Regions from separate parts of the Sus scrofa genome. Here region 1 is linked to region 2. The links are chromatin contacts, called in public Hi-C maps. All regions are on one chromosome and are shown on one strand. Each heading gives the region's core, a stretch centred on a gene start, on an enhancer-like site or on the middle of the called end of the contact. The rest is flanking DNA. Distances are from core to core; before and after follow the strand shown.

Region 1 (7,599 bases), core at 826-3,325, 98 kb after region 2:
TATTAAGCAGATATGGATTGGGGCCTCTTAGGTGCCAGCTTCTGTCCTGTGGGGTCAGGACAGTGGCACTCAGCAGATATGGGTTTCCCAATCTTGGGGAACTTTGATTTAAAACAAACCAACAATGAGGTAAGTATCAAATAGTAAGCATTCTGCAGAGAATTAAAATACAGAAATGCAGTAGAGAGTGATTAAAGGCTTATTAATATATCATCTAAAAAACCCTAGAGAAGGTAAAAATCAAAGTTGGCAAGAAACACTGAGGTATTCCTATTGGAATCGTTGGCCATCAGGGACCTGCTGTACAGCACAGGGAACTCTACCCAATATTCCGTGATAATCTATGTGGGAAAAGAATCTGAGAGAGTGTATACATATGTGTATATGTATGACTGGGTCACTTTGTTGTATAGCAGTAATTATCACAGCCTTATAAATTAACTATACTTCAATGACACTTAAAAAAGGGAAGAACTGGCATTCCCATCATGGCTTAGTGGTTAACGAACCTGACTAGTATCCATGAGGACTCGGGTTCAATCCCTGGCCTTGCTCAATGGGTTAAGGATCCAGTGTTGCCTTGGGCTGCAGTGTAGGTCACAGATGCAACTTGGATCCCACGTTGCTATGGCTGTGGTGTAGACTGGCAGCTACAACTCTGATTGGACCCCTAGTCTGGGAACCTCCATATGGTGCACGTGAGGCCCTAAAAAGACAAAAAGACAAAAAAAAAAAAAAACCTGCAAAAAATAGTCTCAACAATTAGAAATCATGCCAAGAAAAATTCTTCCACATTTATTTTCCTTGGCCCCCATCTGAGGGAAGAGGGCACTCTTCTCTCTAGACCTGTGATCTAGGGTTTCTCCCTCATCGCTTCTGAGGACCCTTTTCTGCACACAGCAGATGGCCTTTAACCATTTTTGGTGAAGGCCTGGTGCAAGAATGAGGTGCAGAGAAAGTCACTGCTCTGCCCTGCTTTCATGGTATAACAAGAGAGAAATCTTTCAGTCTCTTTAGTCAGTGAGTGGGAACAACTGTATGCTCTTGGGCATGGGCAGCTGGACATGCCATTCTGCATTGTTGCTATAGCATCTTAAGATTAGGATTGAATTCTCCAAGTAGCTCACTGGGATGGTTTTCCATTTCTGAATGGTGTTAAAAAGTAAGATCAGCAGTTTCTGTTGTGGCGCAGTGGGTTAAGAACCGAACTGGTATCCATGAGGATGCAGGTGGGCTTGCTCAGTGGGTTGAGGGTCCGGCATTGCTGTGAGCTGCGGGTAGGTCACAGACTATGCTTGGATCTGGCATTGCTGTGGCTATGGTCTAGACTGGCAGCTGCAGCTCCCTTTGGACCCCTAGCCTGGGAGCTTCCACATGCCATGGATCCAGCCCTAAAAAGACCAAAAAAAAAAAAAAAAAAAAAGTAAGATCAATGTATTTGGAAAACATAATTCATTGAAGAAGAATCTAGTTCATCTTGCCTATCAATAGCACAGGGTACTTAGAGAACTTGAGACAAAGGACAGTAAAAATTGAGCCAACTACTCAGAAACCACAAGTACAAATTAAGTGAGGTCTGCGTTCAGGTGGTCAGCTTCCCTTGACATGGAAACATTTCAAGGCTTTAGGTAATACTGATTTCAGCATGTTTTAGTTTTTAACTCAGCTTTAATTAAACTCTTTAGAGTTTTTTATTTTTTTTTAGCAGGGTAGGGAAGAGTGAGCTAGGTAGAGGGAAGATTTCACTATTCCAAATGAAGAAAAGTTTTAAATAAGAGAATTAGTTCAAATAGCAAGAAAATGTGTAGTTCTCTTTGTCCTACTGGCCTCCTTTCTTCTTTTTCATTTTGAAAGAGATGCATTTAAAATCTTATTTACACTGCTTGTATAGGTAAAACAAAAAGCAATCCCTGAATCATTTATATTTGTTTTGGGGAAAAACAGACTGTTGGGAGGTAAACTCCTGTACCTCTCTTTCCTTCTTTGGGGCTATTTCTCTGTCAGTCTGATGAAAGCGGTGCTCTGGGCCACAGCTGGGGACAGCTCAGCCTCAGCTCGTCACTAAGTGAACAACTCACGCCCACATAAGAGGCTTCAGTTGTTTGGCTGCTGAGTTGCCCCATTATTCTGTTTGGTTGGCTGGATAGTATGTTCTGCTGAGAAACTGTATCAAAGCAACAGCCAAATCACAGGGAATATTTAGAACAAGTAAATTGACTTAAATGATCTACTTTTCTAAGAAGTGTCTAAATGTGGCGAGAATGCCTCCGGTGACATTATTGAAGTGAGATGATCATTAGTGCAGCTTTTCGTTGTGACTGTTTATTCCCTTTGTACACATATTTATAATTGACAAAATCACCTTGAATCTTATTGCCCTCACAAAAATACTCATTTTTTTTATTGCCTATGCATATTGGAATATAGTGTACACAGAGATTTTGTTTTCACGTTAAATTCTGTCAGGCATTTTTCTAGGTTATAATATTCCATCTGGTTATTTTGAGTCATTTTTTTTCGATCGTAGACTCTCTTCCATTTTCAGAAATGTTTCATTGTGGTAAAATATACCTAACATCAAGTTTACCATCTTAATTAACCACTGTTAGTACAATTGTGTGCTCAGTACACTCACATTGGTGTGCATGTCATCTCCAGAACTCTTCATTGCAAACCTGAAATTCTCTATCCCTTAATCCTCATTCTCTCCTTCCTCCAGCCCCTGATACCCTCCTTTTGACTCCCTTGTCTCTAGATTTGACAGCTCTGGGTACCTCACATGGAATCACACAGTCCTTTTCTTTATGGAACTGGCTATTTCACTTAGTATAATGTCCTCAGGGGTCATTCATGCTGCAGCATGTGTCAGAATTTCCTTCCTTTTTAAGGGCAAATAACATCCATTGTTTATATGTACCATCTTTTGTTTATCCGCTCATCCATCTATCGACACGTGGGTTGCTTCCACCGTTTGGTTACTGTGAATAATGCTACTCAATTTTTTAATTAATTATTTTATTTATTTTTTGCCTTTTAATTTAGGGCTGCACCTGCTGCATATGGACGTTCCCAAGGCTAGGGGTCGAATCAGAGCTATAGCTGCCGGCCTACGCCACAGCCACAGCAGCAATGGGATCTGAGCCACATCTGCAACCTACACCACAGCTTATGGCAATGCTGGATCCCCAACCCACTGAGCAAGGCCAGGGATCGAACTCGCATCCTCATGGATACTAGTTGGATTCGTTTCCACTGTGCAGCGGGAACTCCCAAGGCTGCTAAAATATGGGCGTACAAACATCTATTTGAGTTCTTGATTTTAGTTCTTCTGGGTATATCCTCATAGGTAGAATTTCTGGATCATGTGGTAATTCTATTTCTCTTTTTTTGAGGAAATGCCAAACTGTTTTCCACAGTGGCTGCACAATTTTACATTCCTACCAGCAGTGCACAAGCGTTCTCCTTCTAACACGTGTTGCCAGTACTTGTTATTTTCTGCTATTTTGATAGTATCTATGCTGATAGGTATCATGTGGCGTCTCGTGGCTTTGGTTTGCATTTTCCTAGTCTTTGGTGATGTTGAGATCTTTTCATGTGCTAGTTGGCTACTTGTATATCTTCTTTGGATATATTCAGGTCTTTTACACTTTTCAATCAGGTAGTTATTGAGTTGTAGGAGTTCTTTATATAGTCTGGACATTAACCCTTTGCCAGATACGATTTACAATGTTTTCACCCATTTCCATAGGTTGCCTTCTCACTTTGCTGATTGTGATTCTTGAATTCAAGTATTTTGTTTGCAGTAGTCTGTTTCATCTTTGTTTACTTTTGTTGCCTCTGCTTTGGTGTCATATCAAAGAAATCATTGCCAAATCCAGTGTCATGAAGCTTTTCTCTAGATAGATAGACAATTTTTTTTTTTTTTTAACCCCAGATTTTCCCTATTCTGGACAGTGTTGCAGTGATCACCTTCACGGACTGAGCTTTTTTCTTCGGTCGGCATTATTTTACTCTTGGAAAGATAAGTGAAATATACTCAGTAAGTTTCGTCCCCTTAACGCCCATTTTTGGAGATACTAGGCAGACCAGAGGATATCACTTGTCCTATCAGGAAAAGTGTTTCTGGAGGAATGGTGCCTGGTGTCTTAGCATTCAATGGTGCCTTGATTGATCATTGTATGAAGTTGACCCCTGTAGTCCTCTGGTACTGTGATTTTTAAAACAGCGTGGGTCACAGAAAATGCCCTTTTAAGAGCAGTCGGAGACGGGGCGGGGCGGGGCAGGGCGGGGGTTGAATCCATGTGGTTATTTCTTCAGTCTCCACATTTGAGATCTCAAGGCTGTAGTGAGACAGGGATGACTGCCATGGGCCGATGAGGTTCAGATGGCCCCAGATTTCCTTAGTAATACACCAAGTCCAGTCCCCCCACACATTTGAAGGGGAGAAAAGTCATTTTGGAGAATTCTTTAAGAATGCAACATTTTATGAATATAGAACATTGCAGAAAAATCCAGAGCTTAAACAGCTCTAGCCGTTTGCCACTCTGGGGGATAAAATACATTTGAAGAAGCATATTCTGTGAGAGACTGTCTTGTAATTATGTCCATTTAATGGAAAAATATTCCTGTGAGAATCAAATGTGTACATTCCCTCCCACTGTATTTTAAGAAACAAAATCTTCATCAGTTCAATTTTCAATCTGCTGGAGAAACTTTTTTACATTTCCATGGCAATGTTTGTAAATTTAGAAACAGACCATCCCTGCTTCTTTGTATTTTCAATAATTTTCCTACCATTGGGAGATTCTTGATACAGAGAGATCATTTTAAGCCATTTAATTACTGATGGTTCATATTCAAAAAGCAAACTACGGTAGTGATCATTAGAATCTTTCTCATCAGAGGATTCCAAAAGACATCATCTTTGGGTAGCATTTTTACGTTTAAATTTTTGTTTTGAAAAATATCCTGTATTTTCCAAAGTACATGAAATAGTTTAATCAATTCCTATGTTCTAACCAACCAGCTTTAATCAAGTCATGGGAAATCTTGTTTTATTTACTTCTGCTCACTTTTTTTTTTTTTTTTTTGTCTTTATGGGGCTGTACCTACGGCATATGGAGGTTCCCAGGCTACGGGTTGAATTTGAGCTGTAGCTGCTGGCCTACACCACAGACACAGCAACACAGGATCTGAGCTGTGTCTGCAACCTACACCACAGCTCAGGCAATGCCAGATCCTTAACCCACTGAGCAAGGCCAGGGATCAAACCCGTGTCCTCATGGATACTAGTCTGGTTGGTTAACCACTGAGCCATGATGGGAACTCCTCTTTTCCCCTTTTTACCAGTTTCCAAAATAAGGAATTGGTTCTCTAAGATCCACCATGTGTTGTTGTTTTTAACTAAAAAGTATTACTAACTTAGGGTTTAACCTCATTGGATATTTCAGTCTATTGCTGTTTGTACCCTTAATTATGATCAAATTGTTTCATCTTTGCCTTGAACCTCTTTACAGCTCTAATGTAGTCTTTAAACCTCCTTGTTTCTGCTATAACAAAATGTACCAGGCTTTTGAAAGTTTCTTGTCCTTGAGCTTGAGCTTTGAATTGAGGAGCTATGGTCTCTTTCACTTAATGTATTTGGAGAGGGTGCCAGATCATGCTGAATGCTACTGGGTGGTGATTGTTTCTAGGCTTTTAATTAACTTCATCCTTTTTCCTATCACAAAATCCTTGGTCTCAGCAAATACCAACGTACTTACACATAGCTGTATCATAAACTACACGCCCAGCAGCTGTAGTACCAACCTGACTGGTAAAAATATGATTACTGAAAAGAAATTTTTTGAAATATTTTGGGGTCTGTTTTTAAGGGTGTATTGTAATAGGGATGTGCAGTTAGATCATGCCATTTTAAAGTCACTTGGAATAGTTATGTACTCTGTGGTTATTTTGCCATTGGGATTTGCATTCAGATACATTTGGAGTTTGCGCTGTGGCTCAGTGGTTAATGAACCCGACTAGTAGTACCCTTGAGGATGCAGGTTTGATCCCTGGCCCCGCTCAGTGAGTCAGAGATCTGCCATGAGCTGTGGTGTAAGTCACAGATGTGGCTCGGATCCAGTGTTGGATGTGGCTGTGGAGTAGACCAGCAGTTACATCTCTGATTCAACCCCCAGCCTGGGAACCTCCATGTGCTGCGAGTGCAGCCCTAAAAAGACTAAAAAAAATTTTTTTTTAATTTAGTTTATGTTCGATCTTTAGGGATTGCATTATTATAAAATGATATTGTGATATACAGTATTTTCATGGTTCCAAAGTCAGATCTACAAAACAAGAGGTATATACAAAGAAGATTCATTCCTATCCTTGTTTCTTCTTTCCTTTCCCTCACTTTGTAAGCATCCATTTAGAAACATGATAGAGGAGTTCCTGCTGTGGTGCAGTGGGTTAAGGACCCAGCTGCAGCAGCTCAGGTCACTGTGGAGGTGCTGCTTGATTGCTGGCCTGGTGTTGCTGTGGCTGTGGCACAGGTTGTGTCTATGGCTTGAATTTGATCCCTGGCCAGGAAACTTGCATATACTGTGGGAGTGGCCAAAACAAAAAACATGATTGTTTACTTACCTTTTTTTTACCCCCATCAGCTTGGATGTGTATGACTTTATATCCCCCCTTCTTTTAAGTCAGTGAGGTTTTCACTGTGTCATGTAGTTCACTTGCCCCCAACCGCCTTTCTCATGTATCTTTTGGTGTTTAGAAAGGTTTGTACTTTGGTTCTAATACTTAACCTTTATGCTCAACTTTTGCATAAGATGTCGCTCTGCTCCTATGTCGTCACTGTTTACTCTTCCCAGGATGAGCATGCTGACATGGCTCGGAGCCTCTTCTCCCACAGCGTCAGTGTTGAAGTATTGATTCTTAGCCTCTTGGGAAACATTTCCAAATTTCCAAATTGAGTAAGTTGGATGTAGTTACACAGGTAGGGGGCCAGAATTGATTTAGATGAAGTAAATTAAGGTAGGATCACCTGAATTAATTTGAGTTTAAAAAAACGATGAAGGAAACAAGTGACTTTTTTTTTTAAACAAAGCTCTTACAACAAACAGCAGGTAACGTGCAGTGTGTGAGGCTACCTGCTTTTCCGTGGTTCATTTTCCGAGTGTCTTTTGGGCCTAGGTGCCCTGGGTTTGTAGAGACAGGACCTCACCTGGGGTGGAGCGGGGGGGAATGGGGATGTTTCCATTGGGCCGATTTGTCACTTAAATGTTAAGATGGTATGTGAAGTACTGAGGGCGAGGCTGGGGCACCATGAATCATTAATAGCCTTGGCTCTCGGAAACCTAATTTTAGTCAAGAACAAGAAGCACATGCAGCAACACTAGGCTCTCGATTCAGCTTCTTTCATTTTTCAAGTGGACAGTGATTAACCTGGAAGCACGGAAAGGGCAGAGATGGGGGAAGCCGGGCTGATCAGCTCTTGATTGAAATGCATCTGTTTCTGCAAGGCAGGGCTCTATCTTTGATTCCTTCACTAATTCATGTTTGTCGGATGCCTGCTGTGTGCAAGGCATGAGATGAAGGATAAGGGGCAGAAAAGAG
Region 2 (6,799 bases), core at 2,864-5,363:
AATGAGGCCAGGGATCGAACCCACATCCTCATGGATACCAGTCAGGCTTATAACGTGCTGAGCCACAATGGGAACTACAGTGTTTATTTTCCTGCAACCTCTGAGCCTGTTTCCCTCTCAGAGAAATCACAGGATGGGGCAGCTACTCAGGGGCACGATTCGGATGCTCTTTTGACTTGGATAAATCACACTCAATGTCTCATATCTGAGACAACTAGGAGCACCTCACTGAAAATATCCTTCACAAGCAAAGCTCTCTTACAGCCTTCCTTCAACTTGAGGGTACAAACCAGTAGATTACCCTCCTCCACAGCCTTTCAAAGGGAAAGCATCATCCAGTCACCAGTGACCATCTCCAACTACCAAAGCCTGCAGCCAGTCTTTAGGGGTTCTCTGTTAGGTCATGGCCTATCCTGGATAGTCTGAGCTCTTGACTGTACATGAATTTTTTTTTTTTTTTTTTTTTTTTTTTTTTTTTTTTTTTGGCTTTTTAGGGCTATACCTGCAGCATATGGAAGTTCCCAGGCTAGGGGTTAAATCTGAGCTGCAGCTGCCGGCCTACGCCACAGCCACGGCAACACCAGATCGAAGCTGCATCTGCGAGCTACGCCCCAGCTCGCGGCAACACCAGATCATTAATCCACTGAGCGAGGCCAGGGATTGAACCCGCATCCCCTTGGACACTTCTTAACCCCCTGAGCCACAGTAGGAACTCTGCAGTGGCAAATCTTAAGAAACTAAAAATTGCATAGGAGGTGCAACCAGTACTTTGTTGATGCTGACACTCCATGCTCTAATACCACTGTACTCTTATAATCATCATCTTGCATCTGTTGGGTAGGATTCCAGAGTCCTAAAGCCATTTACTCCAGAAGAGAGTTGAAGGATTTTATTGAGTGGTTTTATTAACTTTTCTGAGAATTTCATGAAAGTTAACAGTCCCTCTCCCCAGGAAAATGCATAGAACTTCTGGCATATAACTTAAGGGCTCACAGAACCCCAGAAGCTTATCCCCGGGACCCCGGTGAGGAGCCCTTGTTTCAGGCCAGCTTTAGGGAGCCACGGGCAGGGCTCCACGTAATCCCACTGATGCTGCACCCTGTGTCTTATCGTAACCCTGTGGCATTTGCACCTTGGTGGTGGTACACCAGGCCCCACAATGTAGGGAGCTTTTTTTACACTTTATTATTTTGGGAATGTTTTGGCCTCTTTTTTCAGTCAGCTGCCCTGTGTTAAGCTGTCACACGGGCTCATGAAACCCAAAGGAGTAGTTTGCACCTGCAATGAGATGGTGCCATCCGTGAACAGCATGCTGGAAATTTCCACCATCACAGCTCTGGTTGAGTGATCCAGGGTCAAATCACCCTCTGTGCCCTTGTTTCTATGCTGGATAGCGATGGCCATCATCCTTGCCCTCTGCGTACACATCACTTGGTTGAGGCACCTTCAAACTTCGAGGACCCACCAGACATCTGGTACCCAGGTTTTTTGACACTGCAGTGGGGGCGGGGAGACAGAATGGAATAATCAAGCCCACCAGAGTCTCGGAAGCAGGAAGAATGAATCTTTCCTCCTTCCCCCACTTTTATGGACAAGGCCCTGCTCTTAACCTTGGCTGCCCGTGCATTTGTGGGAGTTGCAGGTAATGAAGTTGGCTTTCTCTTCTGCTTGGTTGCAGAGCCTCCCCCAAAACAGCTTTGTGGGATGCCTGAGGAACTTTCAGTTGGATCTGAAGCCTCTGGAGACCCCTTCTGCAAGCTTGGGGGTGTCTCCCTGCTTGGGTGGCTCTTTGGAGAAAGGCATTTATTTTTCCCAAGAAGGAGGGCATGTCATCCTAGGTAAGGAGCAGTCTGGAAGACCTAGTATCTTTATAGCTTTGGTTCTGAAGAGCTAGCTCCCTTTTCTTGAATTCTGATGTTTTAACTATTTATTTGTTTGTTTACTTATTTATTTATTTTTCTTGTGAAAGCTAACTCTGTGTTCCTGGGGCCCGAGTTTAAGCTCGTCTTCAGCATTCGCCCAAGAAGTCTCACTGGAATCCTCATTCACATTGGAAGTCAACCTGGGGAGCATTTGTGTGTTTATTTGGAGGCAGGGAAGGTGCGTAGCCATCTGATGACCTGGGAGGGGTATGTGAGTTTATATTCGAACCGGATTCCATTCCTGGAGACCATGGTAGGTGAAGTTGTGGTGGAGAGTGGAATCCAATCTTGTATTTAAGAGACGGGACTTGAGGGCTAACGTGCCATTTTCCTTTAACAGGTGGTTTGGTCATCCTGTTTTCTCTTCTTCATCTTTCAAACTGGGCATACTCAAACAAGCTGGGCTGAAGTCCAGCTGCATCACTTAGTTATCTGGCCCTAGGGTTGTAACCTCTTTCACACTCTCTTTATCTTTAAAATGTAGAGAATAATGCACATGTGTAAGGGCTTTTGTCAAGAGAAGAGAAGCTGTCGTATACTCAGTAAAGGTTCATTTTTCTCACCTCCCCTTCATCCTTGTCACATCTCTGTTTTTAGTCACGAGGGCAGTACCAGAATTCGTAGGACAGACCTTCTCATCAGCTGTCTACACCATGTCACACTCATGTCCATGGCCCTGTGTTGGCTGGGTCAGTTTCAAATTCTCCGTATCCTTTTTACCCCACTCACCAGCTTTTCTGGTCCCTGCAGCAAACTGGCCACCAGGTCCCCACCCAGCAGACCTTTTGCTTTCCATGGATTCCTCCTTTGGCCGTGTGCTGCTTCTGCTTCCTCTTTCCCGTGACTCATGGGCCTCCTCAATATCTTCTTTCCAGCCCCACTTTTTATCTCTTTCCTTTCCAAAAAAGTCTCTTTAAAACCACATTCTTCCAGGACGTCTCTCTTAGTTAAGGTCTCGAGGCCAAGATGGATAACGTGCCATTTTCTTTCACCTCCTTCCTTCCGCCGTTTATTAAACATGAGGGAAAACTCTCTGAGCAAAACAAAAGAGACAAAACTCCCAGAACACTTTATATTTAAATTGCTGCTTTAACTCTGAGCAGGCCTCTGCTGGACCAGAGAAGCCAGTTAACGATGCTTCACGGTGGGTTCAGACAAGGCTGGCTTTTCAGGGGAGGGGTTGGGGAGTGTCTCCCATGAAAGCTTCTGAAGAGGAAATAATCCCCCCCAAAACAAAATCAAGACCTGATAACCTTCCTCACAGCAGGGACACTGTTTAGCTTGAAAATTGTCTGAGAAGAGGCTGCATACTCTGGGGACATGCAAATTAAATGGAAATTATTTATCCTCATGCTTATTTTAGTCTTCTCATTTCACTGACCTTAATTTAGCCCTTGGAGAATCCTGGCCCAGAGTGGGAATGTGGGTTTCAACACAATAGCACGTTGAGGGCCTGACCCCTGACATATGCCCAGTACCAATTCAGTCGGTTAGCTTGCTGACTTCCTTGGCTGAGAACCCCCTGATAGTCCCACTTTCATGGAATTACGGTAATTGGCTGCCCCTAGCAGCAGGGTGTAGTCTTCAGGCAACATCTTTGCCTTCCAAATTTTATGGGTCCTTCTAAACAGAACTACTGTCACAGACTAATAACTAAGGCAGATTTTGGATGCTAATCAGTAACCTTTGAGCTGGGTCTGATGGGAGCAGAGTTGAGAATCAGAGAGAAAGACCCTTTACATTTGGCAGCAACTTCAGGCAGGGCCCTAGGGTTGCAGCTCACTTGCCTGGAAGGGATGCAGCAGAGAGATTCTTGCAAAGCCTTGACCTCTGTGTGGGAGGGGGTCCCTATATTTCACGTGCTCCTGGGGGGCCAGGATGCAAGAGCGGGGAAGGGAAGATGGCAGGGGAAGTTGGCTCCATCTGCCTTTCTGAAGGAAATAGAAGAATGTATGTGTGTTGCAGGTCACGGCTTCTGTGAGCAGTGAGGCTGGTGGGATCTTGACATCAGTCACCCCAAAACAGTCTCTGTGTGACGGACAGTGGCATTCAGTGGCAGGTATGACGTCCTGTTGTTCACATACTGAAACAGTCTCCCTTTCCCTGCAGACTTGAATGTCCCCAATGCAGCCTCAGTTCATCCATTTATCAGGGTCTGTCCAGGGTCAGCCCATCTGGTTCACGTGGTAGGAACGTGTCCATTCTCAAGCCCAACCCTAATTAAGCAATCTGTGACTCCTGTTCTCTAGAACACACTGAGTTGGTTTTGTTTTTGTTTTTTTAGCCCAACGAACTGATAAGCTATGTTTGTTTTCATAATATTGTAACTTGGGTTTTAGCTCTGAAGTTAAAAAAGAAAAAAAATAGAGGTCAAATCTCAGTTCCAGGACTTACCTGAGAGAAGACCTTGGGCAAGCTACTTGATGACTCTTTACCTTCAGTTTCCTCATCTGCGCAATGGAGATAAAAATAGTGTACTATTCCCAGAATAGTGAAAATTAATGACAACGCATATAAGGTGCTTAGTGGTGTCCAGTATACACTAAGTGCTCAGTAAATGCTTGCTCTTACCATTGTGAAAGTCCAAATTGTTGGGTTATTTTTTTAACAATCGTTTAATATTAATGCACATAATTTAGACAAACCAGCTGGAGGAGAACAAACTTAGTCTCTCAAACCAGATCTGCTAGGAGTTCCCATCATGGCTCAGCTGAAACAAATCTAACTAGCATCCATGAGGACACAGGTTTGATCCCGGGCCTTGCTCGGTGGGTTAAGGATCTGTCATTGCCATGAGCTATGGTGTAGGTCGAAGATGCAGCTAGGATCTGGTGTTGCTATGGCTGTGGTGTAGGCTAGCAGCTATAGCTCCAATTTGACCCCTATCCTGGGAACTTCCATATGCCACACATGTGGCCCTAAAAAGACCAAAAAAAAAAAAAAAAAATCAGATCTGCTATTTTACAAGTAACTTGTGTATGTTAATTTGGAGGTATGTTAACCTCTACTGGCTTAAAAAAAAAGAGAAAAAAAAAAACCTTTTGTTAAAAAGTAGTCTTTTCTTGGATGATTTAAAAGCTCTCTACATTGCATTTGGTTAAGATTGTTAATGTGGGAGGAATTTTATTTGAAGCATCAAAAGCCACTGTCTTTGGAGTCAGTTTTCAAAAATCAGTGTGTTCTTGGAAGGAACCAGAAATGATGTGAAATACGCACTGGCCTTGGGAGACCAGAGACCAGGGCTTGAATCCCAGCTCATTCAACTTACAACCAAGCCGTCTTGTCAAGCTCTTCAATGCTGGAGAGTCACAGTCTGTTCTTTGGGAAATTCAAGGGATAAATAATCTTCTTCACAGATTTAAGGATTAAATTCCGTAACATCTGCGGAAGCCCATAAACATACCTGGTGTTGAGAAATTAGTTGAATGTGAGTTCCCTTCATGGCTCAGCAGTTAACGAACATGACTAGGATCCTTGAGGATAGGGGTTTGATCCCTGGCCTCGCTCAGTGGGTTAAGGATCTGACGTTGCCATGAGCTGTGGTGTAGCTTGCAGACTTGGCTCAGATCTGGCATTGCTGTGGCTGTGGTGTAGTCTGGCAGCTGTAGCTCTGATTGGACCCCTAGCCTGGGAACTTCCATATGCCACGGGTGTGGCCCTAAAAAGCAAAAAAAGGAAGGAGGGAAGGAAGGAAGGAAGAGAGAGAGAGAGAAAGAAAGAAAGAAAAGGAAAGAAAGAAAGAAAAGAAAGAAATTAGCTGAATGTGTCTAGGTGGATAGAATTCTCGTGAACAGTGCTCCTGCAGGTCTGTAGGAGTGAACTGGAAAGAAGGCAGTGGGAACACGCAGGTGTAGACATTACACAGCGAAGAAGCCTCTCCTTGGGTGATAGACCTGACTTGCCTCCTCTCCCTCCAGTCACCATAAAACAGCACATCGTGCACCTGGAACTAGACTCGGAGCATAGCTACACAGCTGGACGGCACCCCTTCTCACCTGCCCGCACAAAGGAGCACCTGCACATCGGAGATGTCCCAGGTAACTCCTGTGCTGATTTCCCACCCACATCAGCTCTTAACATCTCCATCTTACCCGACAGATGTACTGCCTTAGCCTCTAGGGTGTCATCAGGGCAGCCCTTGGCCGGACAGTGGAGACAGTGAGGCCCTTTTTCCAGCTTATGGGGAACTCCGATTGTCAGCAACAGGCACGTCTCACAGCAGCCCAGGCCACGTGGCTACTGCTGCCTCTTGCCTCAAACCTATAATTTATAAGCCTCTCTTCAGAGGCTGCATGAACTTAGAAACCTAATATCATCAAGAATCAGAAAAGGGCCTGAGAAACTGATCTCTCCCCTTCCGGCACTTAGTTACGGTGAGGTATTAAGTTTTCTGGAACCAGAATGGGGGGGAAATCAGGCAGGATGAGATGGAGTCAACTTCAAGACTGGAATTTTGTCTGGAAAGAGCCTTGTCCAGTCTTCATTGTTTTCTGTCCATCCAGATCATTTGGTTGTTACTTTGATAGGTCTTCCATGATCCATAAAAAGCACTGGAGTTCGGAGTTATTATCTACTGATTTGGGCTGTGGAATCTCCATCTTTGAGGAACTTGAAGAGTAGCCTTGTGGGGGGCTTTATCGGGGGGCTTTATCACAGCAGGGGGTGTGTTGGGGGCCTGCTTAAAGTAGGAGATGATTGGGTGGCCTGAGACCCTGGGTCCCTTTAGCTCTAATAAGACTGCTTCTTAATGGAGTGGCTTCACTTGACAGTATGAATAAGGCATGAACACCTAACCTTTTGTCTTTCAGATAATTTGAAAACCCTGAAGCTTCCTGTGTGGAAGTCCTTTTTTGGCTGCCTGAAGAATATTCAAGTCA

What was found. A called contact is a pair of places that touch in the nucleus more often than the background predicts.
Region 1: a Hi-C map of liver shows a contact between it and region 2, with 2.1 times the contacts expected there. The contact joins two enhancer-like sites. A contact is called at or near these places in 5 of 47 Hi-C or Micro-C datasets (liver and skeletal muscle).

The regions. Positions count from the first base shown.
Region 1 is chr6:108,898,101-108,905,699 of Sscrofa11.1, forward strand. All of the region lies in intron 1 of TTC39C (tetratricopeptide repeat protein 39C), which reads left to right. Among named protein-coding and RNA genes, the nearest start is that of TTC39C, 42 kb to the left of the region's middle. Within about 2 kb of position 2,076, at least 11 of the 83 cell types and tissues checked have an H3K27ac peak or open chromatin away from gene starts, as enhancers often do. A contact at or near this core is called in liver, where this site is marked.
Region 2 is chr6:108,798,493-108,805,291 of Sscrofa11.1, forward strand. It overlaps LAMA3 (laminin subunit alpha-3), which reads left to right. Exons shown (of 75, transcript XM_003482042.4): 71 at 1,679-1,838; 72 at 1,970-2,100; 73 at 3,888-3,981; 74 at 5,840-5,959; 75 at 6,731-6,799. Among named protein-coding and RNA genes, the nearest start is that of TTC39C, 58 kb to the right of the region's middle. Within about 2 kb of position 4,114, at least 1 of the 83 cell types and tissues checked has an H3K27ac peak or open chromatin away from gene starts, as enhancers often do. A contact at or near this core is called in liver, where this site is marked.